Regions from separate parts of the Canis lupus genome. Here region 1 is linked to region 2. The links are chromatin contacts, called in public Hi-C maps. All regions are on one chromosome and are shown on one strand. Each heading gives the region's core, a stretch centred on a gene start, on an enhancer-like site or on the middle of the called end of the contact. The rest is flanking DNA. Distances are from core to core; before and after follow the strand shown.

Region 1 (4,169 bases), core at 1,628-4,127, 130 kb before region 2:
GAACCAGATCATTTCTGCAAGGAAATTCTGTGTTCTGGATCAGGGTTGCCCTGGCCTTATGTGTTGGTATCTTAGTGTGAGGGGTCAGACTGAGCTCCCTTAGGCATCTCCTCCAACAGGATTGGGCAGTCAGTGTCGGAGACCAGGATCTCCTAATGATCATGATGAATCATGTTGACTGTCAACACCAGAACACTTCATAATCACTTCCTTTCTCTTTCCGTGACTGGATAGATCCAGAGGGTTGTTAACAAAGCTTTTGATCAATTTCCTGTGTTCAGTGGTATTATCATTTTAAGAAAAATCTGAGGTTTTCTATAACGGAGGTCTATATTTTTATAATAAAAAAACTTATAATGGCTTATAATTAAAATGTCTGTATATATGCTTCCTCATTTGAAAAAAATAAATATTTTTTCTCAGAAGTTTATATCATAAACTTTTTTTTAAGCCTTGAATTTCACTGATTTCTTTCCAACAGTGTTCCCCTCTCACTAAAATCCTTGTCCTCTGAAAGCCATTTGACTAAAACCATCAGCTAGAATACTAAACTATTTTATATACTATCTTAAGACATAGAGCAGATCTTGTATTAACACCACATGGTGCCCTGTACCTGATTTTGAGTGCGGCACACTCTGAGGGGCAGCATCTTTCCACCATGGTGAAAATACTGAAGCTACTTTAGGCTTCCAGATAATTTTTTTTTTTTCCAGAAAACTGGTATTTACTCCAGATGTTTGCCTTACCTTTTCATAGGTCACATTATCCCAGCTAGAATACAGTGGCTTAATAAAGACTCCTCTCCCTGTTATAAATGATGATGTCACATTGGGGAGAAAGAAAATAGTTGGAAACTTAAGGTGTCTACAGGTGTGTTTATTCCTTAAAGACCAAGAGGCAGTTTTGCTGCCTGTTGGACGTAGGTTACAATAAATGCAACTTGGTGCCACCTTGGCAGGCTGCCCTCAAAGGCGGGCAGAGTTAGGAATGGGGCTCTAGTTGAGAGATGCATGTCAGATTTGGGAGCCCAGTTTTCTTTGAGTCAAATGAACTAGTGCGGAAATGGCCGTGTTAACGTTCTTGTCGTGAACCGATTGGCAGTCAGGGCTGAGATCTTCCCCGGGATAAAGAGGCCTGCACATGTGGCCGAAGGTTAGCTTGTTGGGAAGTCTCTCAAGCAGAAATTTCTCCTTGTCAGCATTCTGTGCTTGTTCACATAGTGAAGGCTGACATTCCTGATGATCAGGCCTGAGTATTCTCAGGTCCAATGTGACTTCCACATCTGGGATGAAGTCCGAGCCGGCATGGTGTGGCCAGGTGGACTACAGTAGGTGCACAGTGCTCAGTCTTTGCTACATTCCAGTATGTGGCTGTTTATTAAGCAAGGCTTACCTTGTAAATGATTGATATCCACTTCACAGGAATACCATTACCTTTAAGCTTTAAATATTCAATTCACAGGAATACCTGTTAACTTTAAGCATTAATTTGATGACATAAATCTTGCAGGGCTTGCTTGAGTTTGAGTTTCAATAACAATTTAAATGTAGTCATCAAAACATGGATGTGCCAATAATCCTTGGGACAGTGGAGGTAGATTTCTACATAGCTATTATTATCTGATGAAGAAAAGCCCAGTCCTCTCTGTTGAATGGCACAGCTGTTAGTAGGCCTCCACCTGGAGCTACAGTGTTCCATATTTCCCTTCCCTGTACCCCTAGGGAGAGGGGTGTTTACTAAGCAGTGGAGCCTTGTGACACCTGCTTTATACATGTCTCTTAGCCATAGCATCACTCTCTCAATACCCAGTTTGACCTCAAGATAGGAACCCCAAACATTGTCTCTTAGGAGTTCTCTTAAGAACTACTGAAATGCATGCAATTCACAGGGCGCCTGGGTGGCTCAGTCAGTTAAGCATCTGTCTTCAGTTGGTGATTTCAAAGGATTGAACCCTGCATGGGCTCCCTTCTCAGCGGGGAGTCTGCTTCTACAACTCTGCCCCTCCTCCTGCTTATGCTTGTGAACACCCTCTCTCTTGCTCTTGCTCTCAAATTTATAAAATCTTAAAAAAAAAAATAATGCATGCAGTTCTGATACTTTCCCCCCCCCTCCTTTAGGTATTTTAACGAGATGTCTGCACAAGGATTAAGACCTCGCACTGTGTCCAGCCCGATCCCTTACACACCTTCGCCAAGTTCAAGCAGGCCTATATCACCCGGTGAGTACACGTTCTCAGCTACTTCTGTGGATGATTTCTGGTATGTTTCATAGGCATCCCCAAATATGCTCCCCTCTAGCATATAAAAATCTTGTAAACAGAGGGAGAACAGTCATGTGTTTTTCAGAAACATGAAAAACAAATCACTATCAAGACAGAGTTTTAGCCTGAAATTTTTAAGCATAAATGTTATAGGGCCAGCTGGTGTTTTTTCATTTTTTTGTTGTTGTTGAAAAGGAATTTTAATCCAAAAATCCTTTTTTAAAAGACTGTCTTTGATTTTTAAGTGCCAGTGGATTGACAGAGCCTTGCATAGATGTCTAAGATGGAGCATAGCACACCTCCTGGGGCTTCTATTATTTTATTTTACATACATTATATCTCATTTCTACTCTCAGAATAATTAATATAGGCATCATTTTCCCATGTTAAAATTGAAGCAGTGATTTAAAAGTTCAGTGGCTGTTGGTCACAGGTCCAGGAGGTGGCAAGGCGGGGCAGGTCTTGCTTCCCAAATCCTTTGTCCTTTGGAGCACTAACTGCCTCCTGAGATTACTGGTGGCTGGGGAGCCGACTGGTGAGCCGACTGGTGGGTGAGCTGACTGATGGTGAGCTGGTCAGCCAGCCGGTGAGCTGGTCAGCCAGCTGGTAAGCTGGACTAGTGAGCAGACTGGAGAGCTGCCTGGTGAATAGGACTGGTGAGCTAACCGGGTAGCCGACTGGTGGTTGAGCCAACTGGTCAGTGAACTGACTAGTGAGCCAACTGGTGAGCTGACCCATGTAGTGGGACTGGGCCCCAACAGGCAGGCCCTGCATGAAGAAACTGGCCTTGCTTTTGGCTTTGCTTCTGCATCTGGGCTTTGCTCCTCAAAAGCCTTTCCCTCAAAGGCGTGCTTGTCTTCATCTGACCCCAAAAACCAGCCCCCTAGGCCTCCCTCCCGGTCTCTGGCTCAGAACCAGCACAGCGTGGGGCTCTCAGGCCAGGAGGGCAAGTCAATGATCCAGCAAGGATGAAAGAGGAAGCAGGGGGCCAGGGACCTGCCAGGGGAGTGGAGGGAGGGAAGAAAAGGTAGGCAGCCAAGGGATCGCATCTTGTGACTAAAGGGACAAGTCTGAGTTTCTTGTGCTTGCTGGTAAACAGATTTTAAACAGAGCTGGGGAGAAAGTATGTGTGTGGGGGAGTGGAGTTTCACAGCACAATAAAGTGAGCGCCTGCTTAGAAGGATGGCGGCAGGAAGAGGCTTTGTGGGTTTGGAAAGTAAAACAGCTGTGTGTTAGGGGTTCTATGACTTTGTGTGTTGTGACAATTGTGACAATGGACAACAGGGAATGCCCTTCAGGTGGACTTTCAGGTGGATGAGGGGAAAGGCCGCAGTAATGCACATTCCGCACATGCTGAGGTTAGATCCTGCCCAGTGCTCTGCTGCTGGGACCTTCCTTTCTTTTTATTTTCAAGAGGAGAAATCAAAAGAACATCCGGCACAAAGCATAGCAACTTTTGTCCAGTTCAGGCAGGGTAAAGAGGAGTTGTTCACAAACCAAAGGACTTCGTGTCATGGAGCAGTGCGTGACCATCTCCCCTTGTTCTTTCCCAAAGGATGTTCTGGAATCTGTTTCTCCTGTTCCCTGGTGGCCTTTAAATCTCTCCAAAAGCTCCCTCTTTCTTGCTGCCTCTCCATTTTCCCCAAACAGTACTTCAGTTTCATTACCACGATAAAGTCCTTCTTTGCCTTCTAACTTATTGACATAAAAGGAAGGCATGCTTCAGGAAGGAGCAATATGGAAGATAGTTTTTATAGTTGATGGTGATGCTGATTCATATTTAGTATAATTTAGCCTTCTGTTTGATTTATTTAAACCTAAAGAAATCCTTAGAGGCATGTATTTTCCAATTCATTAAGTGTAATGTTGTGGACTTTGAATAAAGCAAAAGCAAAAATCAGACCTT
Region 2 (4,345 bases), core at 1,312-3,811:
GGACAAAAAATAGGACATAAAATAGGTTAGGAATGGGAGTGTCAAAGGGGGAATAAGTGACACAGTATCTCCCACCTGTAAAAACAGGAGGAATATATAAATCTATGTACATATACGCACAAATAATATATACTTGCTTATGCATAGAACATTTATGGAATGATTTCAAATAAAACATAGTGTTTACTTCTGGTTAGGGAAACTGTGCCCTTCATTCTCTTCTGACCATAAAATGTTTTTTATATATACATATGTGCTTAATGTTGTATTTGAAAAAAAATGTGTGCTTCTAGGTAAGGAACTAAGGAGAGAGGTTAGACTGAACATTTGGTTCCTTCACTCATGGTTGATACTAAGTGACTTACTTTGTCCCGCATGAATACAGAGAGGAAAGAAAAGTCCCTGCCCTACAGGAATTTATAGTTTACTGTGGTGTAGACAGTGGCAATAATGCAACAGGACAGTGGTATCATAGAGGTAGATTGTAAGATATAATGTACCAGAAAAGACTGTTGGTCTACATCTCTTAGAAAGTCTTCAGCTTCTAGGAGACAGAGCCAAAGCAGAGGTGAAATGATGAGTAGAGGATTTATCACACTTGGCCTGTAGGACTCATGAAGAATAATGGAAGGATAATGGATAAATAATGGCAAGAGAAGGATGGACCTTGTATACTATTGTCAAGAGTTTAGGTATTGAGAATCCATGGAAGATAGTTGTTGTTGGGGTTTTTTTAATTGAGGTAAAATGAAGTATATGCAAAGTGATGACTTCTGTCAAATGTATGCACCAGTGTAATTACTTAGCCCAGTCAACATTTCTAGTACTCTAGAGGTTCCATTGGTTAATCTCCACCTCCCATCTCCCAGAGGCAACCACTATTCTAATTTCTATCAGCAAATATTAATTTTACCTGTTGGTGAACTTCATATAAAAGGAATCATTTACGGGATGCCTGAGGTGGCTCAGCCGTTGAATGTCTGCCTCCTACTCAGGGCATGATCCCAGGTCCGGGAATCAAGTCCTGCATAGGGCTCCCCACAGGGAGCCTACTTCTCTTTCTGCCTCTGTTTCTGTCTCTCTCTCTGTCTCTCATGAATAAATAAAGTTTTTCTTTTTAAGGAATCATTTAGGATCTACTGTTTTGCATCTGACTTCATTTACTTAACATTATGTTTTTGGGATTAAGCCCTGTTGTTTGCAGATAAAGTATACAATGCTCAGCTAAATTTGAATTTCAGAAAAACAACAAATAATTTTTAGTAAAAGTATGTCCCATGCAATATTTATATTTTAATTTGCTAAATCTGGTAACTTTGATCCATATCGTGTTTTTAATAGTTCTTTTTTAAAAAATAGTTCTTTTTTTTTAAATGCTGAGTAGTATTCAATAGTATGAATGTACCACAATTTGGTGATATTTAGGTTGTTTTTGGTTATTATGAATAAAGTCCCTATGGATATTCTTGTATAAGTCTTTTTGTGGGTGTATGTTTTTATTCCTCTTGAGAGAAATACTTAGAAGTAGAATAGCTGGGTTGTGAGGTTGGAAATGCATTTTTTTTGTTATAAGAAACTCCCAGTTTCTCTAAGATTTTATTTATTAGGGAGAGAGAGAATGAGCAGTGAGGAGGGGAAGAGGGAGAGAGAAAGAAATGCAGACTCCCTGCTCAGCAATTCCAGGATCAGGAGATCATGACCTGAGCTGAAGGTAGATGCTTACTGACTGAGCCACTATGCATCCCAGAAACTCTAAGGTTTTCATTTTATATTCCCTGGAAGAATTTGAGCAAAGGAATGATGGAGTGATGGGCACTGCAGGGCTGAGGCACTGAGCAGCAATGAAGATACAGGAAGGCCTGGGGACTAGGGCAGTGGTATCATCTGGCTGGTATGGAAATATCTCAATATTTTATTATTTTATTTTATTATTTTTTAGAGAGAGTAAGAGAATGCATGGGCACACACATGAGCTGGGGTTGGGGGTAAGGGAGAGGGAGAGAGAGAATCTTAAGCAAGTTCTATACTCAATGTGGAGCCCAAGGTGGGGCTCCATGTCACGATCCTGAACTCATGACCTGAGCCAAAATCAAGTCAGACACTCAACAGACTGAGTCACCCAGATGCCCCCAAAATATTTCAGTATTTTACAGGTGATATAGTTGTGCCAGTTGTCTAGCTCCTAGAACAGCAATGTCCAATAGAAAAACAATGTGAGCCACATATATAAAGAATTTCTAGGAACCAAATAAGAAACAGGAAATTACTTTTAATATTTTATTTTACTCAGTAGATCCCAAATGTTATCATTTCAACATATAATCAATATATAATGTGATTAATGAGATCACATTGTTTTGAAATCCAGTGTGTATTTTAAACACACCTCCCACCTCTCTTCAGGAAGTAGCCAATGGCCACAAGTGGACCATGCCATTCTAGAAATTGTGGGGAAGCCTGCCTCCTTACTCTCTTTGCTCCTTGGGTTTTGGGGAGGTGACAAGTTGTTTACAATTTCCAGCAGGGCCTTCCTGGGGGTTCCTTCACTGTTTAACTCACCTGTAAACACACACAGCTCTTAACAGGCATAGAATTTACAACATAGACTTGGTGGCTCTTTCGGCTCTGAGCTCAATTATATTCATTAACTGGCCCATTGCTTAATGCTGGCTTCATTACTGAACCAAAGTGTGATTTAATTGCTTTTTAAGCTCCTTTGAATTTTCAGACCTAATTTACCAGCAGCCTGGAGCTCCAGAAACTCAGGCATCTGTGGGGTTTACTAAGAATAAATAGGAATTCACTATGCACTGAGGCCTTCCTTGTGGGGCCTTCCTAGGCCTGCGATTTCCTTTCTTATTCAGCTGCCCAAGATCAAGGATCTTTGCCTTTGCCTTCTTTTTGCCTTTTCCAAGCTGGCAACACCTGACCGCTTAAGAAGCATTTCCTGTGCTTCAGCCCCACCTTGTGGTATAGGAGGAAAAAGTCGAGAAGTAGGCCGCATCCATCTTGGGATCATTGAGCATAATTAACAGCCTTGAAAGGCCATCTGGCTTTTGCTGTCTTCTTCAGTCTGAGAGGAAATGAGATTTGTTGCTGGGTATGGAATGTCTCCTACAGGCTAAACTGCCTGCTGAGAAATCGGGCGGTGTAGTGGGTCCAATTTGAATGAAGCAGAGAGTCACGCAGAATCACAAATCCAGGCTGCTACTGTTCTATTATTTGAATTGAATTGTGTCCACGTTTCACAGATGACTTGGCTCAGCCAGAGAGCTTGGCATCTCCATTAGCTGTTACTGTAAAATGTTGAGTTGATGCCTTCAGTTACTCCAAGTTAGGAATTAGCTTCTGGCCGTGGACGATACACCCTGGAAATTGCACTCACTTCGTGGGTCTGCAACCCAATCTGCAGCTGAATTTCACTAGCAGACATGTTGGCTTGGGCAGCGTAGGTTGAAAATAAGTGGCATTAGAAAACCAGGAGACAGAGCAGAAGCTTTACTGATATCCATAACCTCACATGCTTCCCTATTATCTCGCACCCATATTCCTTAATCTCTTTATCGGTTGCTTCTGTTGGAAAGATGTGAGCTTGCAATTTCCTTACTGGTCCAGAAATGCTGATTGACTCACTTGTGGTCATACTGTTAGGCAGTGGGAGAACTTTATTGATTAACTTACCGTTCTTAATCATTGCTTCATCCCACAAATTTCCTATTAAAAATAAGTCATCAGATTTTTGCAGAGATATGTTTGTAGTCAGTGCTGGATAGAGTCAATATCCTAAGGCTCCCGGTTTCCCAACATCAGAACCTTAGCTTGATTGTGGTAATCATTTCACGATGCATATGCTTGTCAGATCATCACATGACATCTTAAATATACACACTCTTGAATTTGTCAGTATCTCAATAAAGCTGGGGAGGGAAGCACAAACCTTAGGGGACCTGTTTATTGTCAACAATTCAAATCTAAGCTTTACCCTTCATTAGCTGTGTAGCTCAGACAGGATGTCTATTGATTCCATTTCTGTGACTCCATTTCCTCTTCTAATTCACTAAATTAATAACATATACAGGCCTTAAGCAGGAGCTTGCAACCTAAGTATTTACTGATGACAGTAATCGGTGTTAGGACTAAGTGAAGGTTCAAGATGAACCTGACATGAGTGCCTCCCTGGCCTCCCTGAAATCCTTGCCCCGATGGTGATGCTGATGCTGATGATGATGCAGCTGGTATGAAATGGCCTTTGCCTTAGTCAGTTCGGGCTGCTATACAAAAGTACCATAATCCAAGTGGCTTATAAACACAGAAATTTATTTCTCATGGTTCTGGAGGATGGAAG

The links. A called contact is a pair of places that touch in the nucleus more often than the background predicts.
Region 1: a contact with region 2 is called in a Hi-C map of skin fibroblasts, with 2.8 times the contacts expected there. The contact joins two enhancer-like sites. A contact is called at or near these places in 3 of 9 Hi-C or Micro-C datasets (amygdala, blood and skin fibroblasts).

Annotation. Positions count from the first base shown.
Region 1 is chr4:12,650,624-12,654,792 of UU_Cfam_GSD_1.0, reverse strand. CCDC6 (coiled-coil domain-containing protein 6) reads left to right here. Exons shown (of 9, transcript XM_038533990.1): 7 at 2,121-2,221. The region is part of intron 1 of LOC111095450 (a long non-coding RNA gene); the gene reads right to left. Among named protein-coding and RNA genes, the nearest start is that of MRLN, 37 kb to the right of the region's middle. Within about 2 kb of position 2,877, at least 3 of the 20 cell types and tissues checked have an H3K27ac peak or open chromatin away from gene starts, as enhancers often do.
Region 2 is chr4:12,516,852-12,521,196 of UU_Cfam_GSD_1.0, reverse strand. No RefSeq gene overlaps it. Among named protein-coding and RNA genes, the nearest start is that of SLC16A9, 74 kb to the left of the region's middle. Within about 2 kb of position 2,561, at least 2 of the 20 cell types and tissues checked have an H3K27ac peak or open chromatin away from gene starts, as enhancers often do.